Regions from separate parts of the Mus musculus genome. Here region 2 is linked to region 1. The links are chromatin contacts, called in public HiChIP or PLAC-seq maps. All regions are on one chromosome and are shown on one strand. The core of a region is the stretch at or near the end of the contact, and the rest is flanking DNA. Distances in the headings are between cores, read along the strand shown. Region 1 has its middle 38 kb from the start of Arhgap23. Region 2 holds the start of 2410003L11Rik (RIKEN cDNA 2410003L11 gene).

Region 1 (6,657 bases), core at 2,246-4,745:
CACAGAGATCCAACACCTTCTGCATCCCAAGTTCTGGGATTGGACGAGAAATCTAGGATGGTTTTGATGGAAGTGAAATTGCACCCGAGTGTGGTGTTTTTCTTACAGCTCCAGGGTGTCTCAAGTCTGTCACTGAATGAGAGCCTCCCCTCCCTCTCTTGCATAGCCAGAGGATGGAGAAGGCCTTACTGATGCATGTTAAAGGATAAGGTGGAAGTGCAGAGAATGTAACTAGGCCTCAGAACTAGACAACTGCCTGATGAGAGGGACCGACGGGGCATCTCATCTCAGGGCTCCTGTGACATCCTGTGACACTGTAAATTCCTTGCCAACACAGGCCCAGGCCCAACACCAGGAGTCAGCCCTGTGGCGAGTTCTGTGTCCTCCTGGTCCCTGTGCAGCTCTGAGCTGCTTTTCTCCCATCTGCTCAGTCTCCTCCTGTGTGCCCACAGTCTCTCTCCCAGGCCTGTGCTTTTGAATGCTTGGTTTAATCTTTTTTGATTATATTGTATGTGAATGGGTGTTTTGCCTGCATGTGTGTCTGTGCACCATGTGCGTGTCTAGTGCCAGCGGAGACCAGAAGAGATCCTTCAGTCCCTAGGAGCTGGAGTTACAGATGGTTGTGAGCCACCATGTGGTTGCTGGGAATTGAACTCAGGACCTCTGGAAGAGCAGCCAGTGCTCTTAACCACTGAGCCATCTCTCCAGTCTTCCAATGTTGTTGCTTTCTTTTTTTTTTTTTTTTTTTTAAAGATTTATTTATTCACCATATGTAAGTACACTGTAGCTGTCTTCAGATACACCAGAAGAGGGAGTCAGATCTCGTTACGGATGGTTGTGAGCCACCATGTGGTTGCTGGGATTTGAACTCTGGACCTTCGGAAGAGCAGTCGGGTGCTCTAACCCACTGAGCCATCTCACCAGCCCTGTTGTTGCTTTCTTAACAAAACATTTACTGATGATTGTGTGTGTGTATATTTGTGAGCACATGCATGCATATACCTCCTTCTATGTACATGTGGAAGTCAAAAGACCAGTTTGCTCTTGATTTCGCCATAATAATCTGTGTATTAAACTCAGGCATTAGCTTTGGTGGCAAGTGTCTTAACCCGCTGCACTATTTTGCTTGTCCCTACATTTAAAACCACAACAACATTGTTTTAAAGGTATGTTTATTACATGCATATGGGTGTTTTGTCTGCACGCATGTCTGTGCACTCACCGCATATGTATGTGCCTGGTCCCTGTGGGGATCAGAAAAGTACGTCAGATCCCCTCGAACTGTACTTGTAGATGTGTGCAAGCTGCCATGTGGGTGCTTGGAACTGAACTTGGGTCCTCTATAAGAGCTGCTGATACATCTCGCCAGCCACCCTTAAAGTACATGTCCTAAAGATTGCTTTATTTACTTATTGAGACAGGGTCTCACTATGTAGCCCTGACTGTTCTGGAGCTCCATCTGTGGATCAGACTGGCCTCAGACTCATGGAGACTCAGCTGCCTCTGCCTCTTAAGTGCTGAGATTTAAGGCATGAACCACTACACCAGGCTACTTATTTTTATTTTAGGTGGATGAATGTTTTCCTGAATATATGTATGTGCCCCAAATTTGTATCTGAATCCCACAGAGGCCAGAAAAGGGGAGATGACTTTTAACTGCCAAGCCATCACTCCAGCCCCTCCCCCTCAAATTCTTTTTCCTTTTCCTTTCTTTTTCTTTTTCTTTTTCTTTCTTTCTTTATTTTTTTGAGGCAGGGTTTCATTATATAGCCCAGGCTATGCTCATACTTGCTGCCTAGAGTACGATGACTTCTGACTTGTGATCCTCCTGCCTCAGCTTCCCGAGTGCTGAGATCACAGGCCTGGGCCACCGTGGCTGACTCAGGATTCCTGTCCCATGCCTTCTCAGGGGCCTGCTGTCATCTGAGCTATCTCATCTTCCCACTCAAACAGCTGCCTGCCATGCCATGCCCAGGTGCCCTTGGATTGTCAAGTTGCCTGCCCTGCTCCCTGCCCCACCCCACTACCTCTCTTGCTCAGCTTCACCCTCTCCCTGAAGCCCTGCCTGTCTGCACAGTTTGACTTCCATTGGCTCCCAGTTAACTTACTAAGAATTCTCTCTGACCCACGTGATGCCACTTTCCTGTGTTTCTCTTCTGTCTGTCCCTAAAGGCTGGTGTTCCTGCAGGTACTGTCCTGCATATGGTCCCCTCATCCCCTTTCCCTCTAGGGGACTCTTGGGCTGCTTCCCCCGTCTCACTAGACTTCCTCAGTCAAGACTCTAACTCAAGCCAGTCTTCCAGAGAGGGACCACACCCAGGGTTTAAGCAGCCAGTAAATATTCCACCAAGTGTGGATTAAGTATGTAGACTCTGGAGCCCAGATGCCTGGGTTCAAATCCTGTGTGGGTTTGCATAAGATGCTTACTTAACGCATGCCCATAATCTTGATAGTATACTTGAAAAGCTGAAACAAGCGGATCATGAGTTCAAGGCTAACTTAATGAGCTCCAGGCTAGACCAAGCTTATAGGTTGAGGACCTGTCTAAAAACTAAAAAGCAGTCGGGCAGTGGTGGCGCATGCCTTTAATCCCAGCACTTGGGAGGCAGAGGCAGGCAGATTTCTGAGTTCGAGGCCAGCCTGGTCTACAAAGTGAGTTCTAGGACGGCCAGGGCTATGCAGAGAAACCCTGTCTTGAGAAACAAAACAAACAAACAAACAAACACCAAAACAAACAAAAAAGAAAGACTTATAGACTAACTTGTTTCACCCCAGGTCCAAGCCCCCCCTACCACCTAACTGTAATCCAAGTGTTACAATGCCTGGAGTTCCTCCATCTCCACACATGCATCAGTTCCTGTCCCCCTCTGCCCTTAGCTCCAGAGTTCCAAGGTACAGTGCCCCCCTGGCACAGGGTCCTTTCCTCCCAGAACAAAGGGTTGCCTCTATAAGGAGAGCTGATTTGAGCTGAGGCTGTGGGGGCAGGGAGGAGGGTGGTGGCCCCTTGGGGTGCCCCTGGCTCACTTTTTCCAGAGCCTGATGCCCTCAGACCCCTACAGGAGGCGGTAAGAGGAAGTGAGCTCACGCTGACCGGCAGGCCAATTCCTCCCTCCACAATGCACAGCAAGAACCTCCTCCACCCCTCCCACTTCCCAGAAAGGGTTCTCTCCACCCTGCTGCCCCTCCCACCTCTTCCTGCACCTTGACCTGCACCCCCCTCCAGCCATTCCTATCCATCTCCTCTAGCCTTCTTCCCCTGGTACACTCCCCCCTAACCCCACCTATCCCAGCCCCTGGCTCCTGTCTGCATATTCTTCAGTCCGCCCAGAGAGCCATTTTCTCGCTCTATGTTCTGTGGGGTCTGGGAAAAGGACACTCCCACTGAGTGGGTGATGATTCTCCTGGGAATCCCCTTTATCCTCATCTTTCTAAACCCCTCCACCAGCCCAGTCACCACCACTGTTGACTCAGTCCCATCCCAGGGGGCAAGAGACCTGCAAGGGTGTGGCAGGTGGCATTGGGGATACTACAGGGCTCAGGCCCTGCTCCTTCCCTTCACTAGCTTGGTCATCCTTTACCATGATTCTATGGTGAGACCCTCTCCCGCCCCCCAGAGCAACCAAGGAAGGCTGGAGAAACCGGAGGGCTGTCTGCAGGAGCCGCCCACCCCCCAGCTCTGTGGGGTTCCGAGGAGGCTGAACTGACCTGGAGGAGGGGAATGGAGAGAGAGACAGGCTGGGGAGAAGGTTCCCCACGGACAGAGGCTGGCGGGCTGGGAGGGCTCCTCCTGTGGTGTGTGTGGTCAGGAAGCGTGGAGGGATGAGGAAGGAAACAGGAGGATGTGAGAGACTGGGCTGGGCGCAGGCACTTAGGTTTTGGCCTGGCCTGGGCAGAAACTTGAGGTAGCCCCTGTGTTATGTTCTCTCTGGTACACAGTGAGGACAGGAACTGAGGACGGTAGGAAAGGAGGTTAGGGGTGGGGGTCGGTGTGTAGCAGAATAAGGGGCGGAGAGCAACAAATATCAGAGACTTTGGGACTTGGTGACCTAGTAGGTGAAGGGGGAAGGAGACAGAAGACTCTAGAACAACTTCAAGGCTTAGACTACCAGACCATTTGTGTAGGATGTTCCCAGGAGAGTGAACAGGCCAGGCCTCAACAGGCCAGCACTCACAGGTCCTGAGTGACTGCTTTGGTTAACACTTAGGAAGGCCTTGCCTACCATGCAGAGTCTTTACGATTTTGTTCAATGGAGAAGGAAACTACGGTTCAACCAGCTTAAATACATTTGTGATTTTTGTTTGTTTTGTGGGTGGTATATGTGTATACTGTGTTCCTGGTTTTTTTTGGGTTTTGGTTTTTTTTGTTTTGTTTTGTTTTTGTTTTTTGTTTTGTGTGTGTGTGTGTGTATGTGTTTGTGTGTGTTTGTGTGTGTGTGTGTCTCTGTGTGTGTGTATATGTGTTTGTGTATGTGTTTGTGTGTGTGTGTATGTGTTTGTGTTTGTGTGTGTTTGTGTGTCTGTGTGTGTGTATGTGTTTGTGTGTGTGTGTTTGTGTGTCTGGTGTGTGTGTGTGTGTCTGTGTGTGTGTGTCTGTCTCTGTGTGTGTGTATGTGTTTGTGTGTGTGTGTGTTTGTGTGTCTGTGTGTGTGTGTGTGTAGACTGAGGATGACATTGAATATCTTCCTCAGTTACACCCGACCTTCTTTGCTGAGACAGGGTCTCCCACTGAGCCCAGAACCCTGGAGATCCTCCTGCCTCTGCTCCCTCAGCACCTGGATTACAGATGTGAGCTGCTGTTGCCCCTCTGCACCTGGTTCCATGGGCACTAGGGATCCAAATTCATGACCCCACAGGTGCGTGGCAAGCACTTAACTGAGTCACCTTCTCAGGGTCCTTTACTTTGCCTTTGTTTTTTGCTTTGTTTGTTTGTTTGTTTTTCCCCAGACAGGGTTTCTCTGTGTAGCCCTAGCTGTCCTGGAACTCACTCTGTAGACCAGACCCCCCACCCCCACAAAAAAAAAATCCTGTAAAAAAAGGTTTAGGAAGAAGTCAGCATGGGCTGGAGAAAGAGGAAGAATGAGAGTTAGACAGCAAAAAGAACTTCCCAGCTTGATGAAGGATTGTGTTGGGCTATGTGAGCCAGGGGGAGCAGGATGGGGTTCTTTCTGTTGGAGGACTGTGAAGTGAGTGGCTGGTTCAGGCCTGGAATGTCTCTTTAGGACTAGCTCCCACTGAAGCAGGAAGGCCGGCTTACCGGTTGGGAGTGTTTCTTCATAGGGCTGTCTTAGTGGAGTGGATCTTTGCAGGACCAGAGGTCTGAACCATAGCACTCACTATGACGGGCACCAAAAGTCTGCGGTGTCTGTCCGACCTCCCTTCTAAGCTTCACTCGGCTGCCACTGTGGGACCCTGTCTAAGATTCTTCCTGGGAGGGGATCTTTTCTAGATGGGGGCCTACTCCAAACCGTATCTGTTGTGCCTCAACTTCCATGACTTTCTAGAGCAGAGGTTCTCAGCCTTCCTAACTCGGCAATCTTTTCGTACAGTTCTTCATGTTGTGATGACCCCCAACAATAAAACTATTTCGTTTCTACTCCCCTCCCCACCTCCCGCTTTGAGACAGGGTTTCTCTGTGTAACAGCCCGGACTGTCTTGGAACTCTGTAGGCCAAGTTGGCCTCAAACTCAGAGATCTGCCTGCCTCTGCCTCCCGAGTGCTGGGATTAAAAGTGTGTTCCACCACTGCCTGGCTTAGTAGCTACTTGATAATTGTAATTTTGCTACTATTATGAATCGTAATGTAAATATCTGATATACTACCCTGATATATATCTGATATGCTACCCCTGATGAAAGGCTCGTTCAATTCCCAAAAAGAGTCACGACCCATAGGTTGAAAACCAGTGCTCTAGAGTATTCCCACCAAACTTTGTCCGTTCTTTCCCTGTCTGAAATGAGATCAGGATCGACCTCACAGGCTTTCTGGACCTCTGGGTCCGTTTCTGTTCCTTTCTGGCTGCCTTTCCCTGTGCTATTTACTGAGTTCGGTGCCCTCATCCACTTTCGTGCTCACCAATCAACTTCTATCTGGGTAGGTCCCTTAGAGGCCCTCTCCAGAAGCTTCCCCTGAGACCTTATCTCTGGTCAGGCTCGGTTCTGACCCATGGCTCCACGGTCCGTGTAGACCCCACGGTCCGTGTAGATTCCCTTTACTTTTCTATGGAGCGCGTGAGGAGCGCCTGGTCTGGAGTTTGGCTTCTACGGGCGGGGCGGGTCTGGTCTGGGGGCGGAGCTATTAGAACCCGCCCCTTCTAGTCCCGCCCCTCTGTTCCCAGTGCCCCGCCCCCTGGGCCCCGGCCCGTGCCCCTAACAGTGCCCTGGCCGCAGAGCCTCCACTGCGGCCCGATGAATGGAGTCGCTTTCTGCCTGGTCGGGATCCCGCCGCGTCCGGAGCCCCGGCCCCCCCAGGTGAGGGCTGACCAGGGCCCGGGTCAGCTGGGCGGGACCTGGGACAACGTCCGGGCTGGGGTCACTGCGCCCCCGTCGGTGGGCACTGCCGTGGGAGCTTGCTGTCCCGCTGGAAGAACAGCTGCGCTAGGCAAGGGCTTTGGAGGCAGGCGCCGCGTAGGGGCCCCGACGGGCCCGGGGCTACCGAGCC
Region 2 (6,392 bases), core at 3,077-5,576, 190 kb after region 1:
TCTGCCCCCACATCCCGTGTAATCGGACACAGTATTATAGTGTTTATTCCAAGTAACTCTGTTTCAAGTTTGTGTAAACATTGCTCCCTATTTATTCTATGACTTGTCAATAAAAACTGATCAGCCAATGGCTGGGCAGAAGAGCGAATAGGGCTGGACTTCCACCAGCCCCGGGAAGGGGAAAGAGGAGGAAGCAGGGAATCCTACAAGGAAGGACTGGAGAGACAGACGTCATGGAAATACACTTGAAGCCCAGAGAGCCAAACCAATACTAAAATGCAGGTATCTCGAGGATTTTGTCTGAGAAGTAGCCAGATGAGCTTAGAGGATTAGAATAGAACAGTGACTGCCCAGCTACTGTGCTTTAAAGCTAACGAATACATCTTGTAGTCTCAGTCTCATTTATTTGGGAACTAGCTGGGATAGAGGAAAAACAGCCATTTTCTAAAATGCATTTACAGCTTGCCATTGGTTTAACATTCGACAAGTATTCGCTGAGCAACAACTAGGAGCAGGACCATTTTGTTGGTGCTGGGATGCAAGAGGCAAAACAGGCTGAGCCTCTGCTTTCCTGAATCAGGTGCTAAGATGGGACCAGAGAGGCTGGACCAGGAGTGGAGATACGGAACCCCCTACCTACACGTTTGTAGCAGATATACAACTTGGTCTTCAAGTGGCTCCCCTAGAAAGTGGAGCAGGGGCTGTATTAGTCTCTGTTCTCTGCCACTGGGTCCCCTTCCCCCTACTTGGACTGCTCCTTTCACAGACAATGGGTAGCTCCCCACTTCCATACAGAACCGTACTTGATGCGTCTCCATGGAGGTTGTAGACACATGATGTTCAGGGGACACTTTTGTCTGTGAGCAGTGAGGTCATTGCTACACTCCACTGCCCAAGTTTATCCAGAGGAAGAGGAAGGGCTCCTAGAACTGAGGAGAGGGGCTGGAGAGATGGCTCAGCTGGTAAGAGCACTGACTGCTCTTCCAGAGGTCCTGAGTTCAAATCCCAGCAACCACACGGTGGCTCACAACCACCCGTAATGAGATCTGCCGCCCTCTTCTGGTGTGTCTGAAGTCAGCTACAGTGTACTTATGTATAATAATAAATAAATCTTTGGGCCGGAGCAAGCAGGGACTGAGTGAGCAGAGTTGACTGGAGCGAGCGGGGCCAACCAGAGTGAGCAGAGGTCCTAAAAATTCAACTCCCAACAACCACATGAAGGCTTACAACCATCTGTACAGCTACAGTGTACTCACATACATTAAATTAATTAATTAATTAATTAATTAATTAATTAATTAATTAAAAAAAGAACTGAGGAGAACATCGCCCTGTGGCCTTGCAGCTCCCCTTGGGTGCTGCTGTCCCATCTTCCCTTCTAGGGGTGGCTTCCTGATGTATCTCTCCTCCAACCTCAGGGTGAAGAAGTGACATCAGGCTGGGTAGTAGTGGTGCACGCCTTTAACCCCAACTCTCTGGAGGCAGAGGCAGGTAGATCTCCAAGTCTGAGGCCAGCTTGGTCTAAAGAGCAAGTTCCAGACAGCCAGGAAGGAGAAGAAGGGGGTGGGGAACACCAGGCCTCTCTCCAGCTGCTGCTTCTAGAATCCTGCCCATTCTTTTCTTCCCCTCATCCTCACTGGTAATTCTGTTCACTGGCCTCTCATCTGGTTCTCAGTGCATCCTGGGAAACTTCCAAGTAAACCCCCAGTGTCTGTTGACCATTCTCTCCAGCCTCGTTCTAATTGAGATGTCACCACTGGCCTGATGTCTTTAGCTGTGCTCTGTGCCTTGGACTCAAATATTCCTCCCCCAGTCTTCCTCAGCATCCTATCCACAGCCGCAGAGATGCTCCCCAGCTCACCCGTCTCTACTCTTCTCTTATTTATTTATTTTTTTATATAGTATAGAATAGAGTTTATTCAGGGCATGGGGAGGGGAGTTAAGAGGGTAACAGAGGCAGAGAGGAGAGAGCCCACTCTTCTCTTATTGCCTCGAAGTCCCTGATTGATCAAATCATTGCGATTCCCTGCCCCTTGTGTGCGATGGCTCTGCTCCTCTATAAAGCCGTAGCGTTGGACTTCTGACTCAAGATGGCTGGAAAGATGGCTCAGCAGTTAAGAGCATGTGCTGCTCTGCCAGAGGACCCAAGTTCAGTTCTCAGGACTCACATGAGGCTATTCACAACTGTCTGTAACTCCAGCTCCAGGAAGTCACTGCCTTCTGTCTCCCACGGTCTCTGCATTCACATGCTCATATCTACACATAGACACAGAACTAAGAATAAAATTAAATCTTAGGAAAAGGGACTGGTGAGACGGCTCAACGGTTAAGAACACTGTCTGTTCTTCCAGGGGACCTAAGCTTTATTCCCAACAAGCCCATGGAGGCTCACAACAATCTGTTAACTACAGTTCCAAAATGCACTCTTCTGGCCTCCATAGGCACTGCATACATGAGGGACAGACACTCATACACATAGAAATAAATAAAATTTCAAAAAAAAAATCTCTTTTAAAAGATCTTCACCGGGGCAGTGGTGGCACATACCTTTGATCTCAGCTCTTGGGAGGCAGAGGCAGGCAGATTTCTGAGTTCAAGAACAGCTTGGTGAGTTCCAGGTCAGCCAGGGCTACACAGAGAAACCCTGTCTCAAAAACAAACAAACAAAATGATGCCTGTTCAAGGATACCACAAGAAGATCTAGAGTCAACTAACCTGGGCGAGCCCACAGGGGCTCACAGGGGCTGAACCACGAACCAAAGAGCATGCAGTGGCCCTATATTTGTAGCAGATGTGCAGCTTGGTCTTCATGTGGATCCCCTAACAATTGGAGCAGAGCCTGCGGTTCATTCTGTGGCCTGCCATTGGATCCCCTTCCCCATGCTGGACTGCCTGGTGGGGCCTCAATGGGAGGCTTTTCCTCCTGCTGGGATTAGATGTCCTAGGGCCTGTTGGTACCCAAGGGGGGCTCCCCCTCTCTGAGGAGAAAGGGAGGGGATAATAGGGAGAGGAAATTGAAGGTGGAATTGGAGGAGGGGCTGTGTTTGGGATGTAAAGTGAATAAAGAAATTAATGAAAAAAGAGATGTCTCCTAATCTTAAATAAATTAATATATTTCTAAAAAAAAAAAAAAAAAAAAAAAAGAAGGTAGCCCTAGTACACAGGCATACAGTACCATTCTTACACAAGACCCTATATCAAAAAGTAACAAAAATTATATTAGTTCTGCCCCTAATTTTTCATAAGCTGAATCAACACCAATAACCATCCTAGAAAACCATTTTGCAGATCAAAAGTCGAATTCTTTTTTTTTTTTTTTTTTTTTTTTTGAGACAGGGTTTCTCTGTGTAGCCCTGGCTGTCCTGGAACTCACTCTGTAGACCAGGCTGGCCTCGAACTCAGAAATTCGCCTGCCTCTGCCAAGTCAAAAGTCGAATTCTTATTGGCTTACATACTCAGGAGGCAGAGGAAGGTCGATCCCTGTGAGTTTGGGGCCAGCCTGGTCTATAGTTCCAAGACAGTCAGGGCTACACAGAAGAAGGCTGTCTATATACATACATACATACATACATACATACATACATACATACATACATACATACAATTTAAATAAAAATAAAGTCAGCATGGTAGCATAGCACATGTCTTTAATTCCAGCACTCAGGAGTCAGAGGCATGAGAATATGTGATTTTGAGGCCAGACTGATCTACAAAGTGAGTTTCAGGACAGTTACACAAAGAATTCTGTCATGAAAAACCAAAGAGCCAAAATAGTAATAATAATAATATCAAAATAAATTTAATTATTTTCTGTTCCTTTTTAAAAATACATTTATTTATTGTGTGTGCACATACCTTCTTGAGTGCTGCTGTTTTTTATTTATGTATTTATTTATACTTTGTGTGTGCGTTTATTTTATGTATACGGGTGCACCACTGCTGTCTTCAGACACACCAGGAGAGGGCATCAGATCCCTCTTACAGATGGTTGGGAGCCACCATGTGGTTGCTGGAAATTGAACTCAAGACCTCTGGAAGAGCAGTCCGTGCTCTAAACCGCTGAGCCATCTCTCCAACTCCGTGTGTGTGTGTGTGTGTGTGTGTGTGTGTGTGTGTGTGTGTGTGCATAGAGGTCAGAGGACTTGAAAAGGCAGTTCTCTCCTGTGGTGGTTTGAGTGAGAAGGGTCCTCATGGATTCATATATTTGAATGCTTTGTCTGAGTTTGGGCTGACTTCTGGGAGGGATTAGGAGGTGTGGCCTTGCTGTAGGAGGTGGGTCATTGGCAGCTGGCTTTGAGATTTCAAAACCCAGAGCCTTTCCCACCCAGTTAGCTGTCTTGTCTCCTTGATGGCTGCTGTCTCAACATAAGTTCTCAGCTCCTGCTCTAGAGCCATGCTTGCCTGTTTCCATGCTTCTCCAGACGATGGTCATGAACTCTGCTGCCCTCCGGAATCATGAGCCCCAGACTAAATGCTTTCTTACGTAAGTTACCGTAGTCATGGCGTTTGGTCTCGATGCGACAGAATAGTAGTTAGCTAAGACACTTCCTGGCGATCCCAAACTAGGGTCCTCTGGCTTGGTGGCAAGAGTCTTCACTTGCTGACCCCTCTCTTGGGGCGTCGTTTGTTTTTATTTTTGTGTATATGCTTATTTGCACATGGGTTGTGTGCATATCTGTGCAGGTATGTTAATGCACATGTGCGGAGGTCAGAGGATAACCTTGGACGATATGATTATACACTTTTCTGCTTTTTTGTTTGTTTGAAACAGTCTCACAAGCCTGGAGTGTCCCCAAGTGGGCTAAGCTAGCTGGAAGCTACATGGGGCGGAGACTGGACGTGCACGCCATCTTGCTCGTGTTCTGCCGGGGGTTGGGGAAACTAACGGGCTTCAGACTTGTAAGGCAAGCACTTCATTGACTGTGTCATTCCGCTGGCATTTGGGTGTTGTTTTCTCTTGTTTTAAACGGGGTCTCACTGTGTTAGAGTGATATTTTTGTACATTGTGTGAAGATGTGTCTCTGTCCTTCCTTGCCTGCCTAAGGCACCTTCTGATTGGTCAAAATAAAAAGCCTATGGCCTATAGGAGAAGGTAGAATAGAGAGGGTGGGTCATCCAGCGCAGAGAGAGGAACTCTGGGAAAGTCAAGTACCGGAAGACCCGCCACCAAGAAGGAAGTCAGGCTTATGATGCAAGGAGAGGAAACCAACCATGTGGCCGAACTTAGTATAAATGAGTTAATTTAAGAGCTAGTTGGGGAGCAAGCCTAAACTAAGGCCATAATCATCGTAAATGAAAATAAGCCTCCAGCCGGGCAGTGGTGGCACACGCCTTTAATCCCAGCACTTGGGAGGCAGAGGCAGGCAGATTTCTGAATTCGAGACCAGCCTGGTCTACAGGGTGAGTTCCAGGACAGCCAGGGCTGCACAGAGAAACCCTGTCTCAAAAAACAAACAACCAAACAAAAAAAGAAGAAGAAGAAAATAAGCCTCCATGTCATTGTTCGGCAACTGGGGCGTACATGGAAAAGCCTTCGGGTTACAACTACGTATCCCTGGCTAGTCTACAACTCAGTGTGTAAACTATGCTGATCTGTAGAGACCGACCTGCCTCTGCCTCTCGTAAACTATGCTGATCTGTAGAGACCCACCTGCCTCTGCCTCTCAAGTTCAGGGGTTAAAGATGTCCACCACTCCCTTCATTTTGCTTGTTTTTGAAATTGGTTCTCAAATTACAGCCTAGACTGGCCCGGAATTCACAATGTAGATTAGACTGGTCTTAAACCCATGGTAATCCTCCTGCCTCATCTTCCCAATTAGTACAATTATTGGCTGGAGCCACCTCAACCAGCTTAACTATAAATGTATATGAAGGTTGGACTTGGTAGCATGTGTCTGTAATCTTAGCACTCCGGAGACTGAGGCACAAGGATCAAGAGTTTGACACTTTGCCAGCACCTGGGAGGCAGAGGCAGGCAGATCTCTGTGAATCTGAGACCAGCCCAGTCTATAGAGTGAGTTCCTGGACAGCCATGGCTATGTATAGAGATCATGTCTCAAAAACAGAACAAAACAAACAAAACAATAACAAAAAGAGGTTGATGCCAGGATTGGAGAGATAGCTCAGAGATAAAGAGCACTAGCTGCTTTTCCAGAGGTCCTGAGTTCAATTCCCAGCAACCACATGGTGGCTCACAACCATCTGAAATGGGATCCAATGCCCTCTTCTGGTGTGTCTGAAGACAGTGACAGTGTACTCATATACATAAAATAAATAAATCTAAAAAAGAGAAAAAGATTGATGCCAGCCTGTGCTACTTAAAAAAAACAAACAAAACCAGAGTTGACAAGATGGTTCTGCAGGTAAAGGCAGTCCCCACCAAGCCTGGTGAC

The links. HiChIP or PLAC-seq counts read pairs in DNA pulled down with a chosen protein or histone mark.
Region 2: an H3K4me3 HiChIP or PLAC-seq map of embryonic stem cells shows a contact between it and region 1, with 19 read pairs. The contact joins the promoter of 2410003L11Rik here to the enhancer-like site in region 1. A contact is called at or near these places in 3 of 39 promoter capture datasets (cranial neural crest, embryonic stem cells and hippocampal neurons), 1 of 15 datasets of contacts at CTCF or cohesin (pro-B cells), 9 of 484 Hi-C or Micro-C datasets (CD8 T cells, the N1E-115 cell line, adipose-derived mesenchymal stem cells and 6 more), 16 of 115 datasets of contacts at active chromatin or transcription factors (the 230-238 cell line, astrocytes, bone marrow-derived dendritic cells and 9 more) and 3 of 9 other capture datasets (embryonic stem cells, liver and pancreatic islet).

Annotation. Positions count from the first base shown.
Region 1 is chr11:97,409,201-97,415,857 of GRCm38.p6, forward strand. It overlaps a transcript of Arhgap23 not described here. Among named protein-coding and RNA genes, the nearest start is that of Arhgap23, 38 kb to the right of the region's middle. Within about 2 kb of position 3,496, at least 60 of the 459 cell types and tissues checked have an H3K27ac peak or open chromatin away from gene starts, as enhancers often do. A contact at or near this core is called in bone marrow-derived dendritic cells and embryonic stem cells, where this site is marked.
Region 2 is chr11:97,594,185-97,600,576 of GRCm38.p6, forward strand. 2410003L11Rik (RIKEN cDNA 2410003L11 gene) reads left to right here and starts at 4,327. Exons shown (of 4, transcript NR_045496.1): 1 at 4,327-4,483.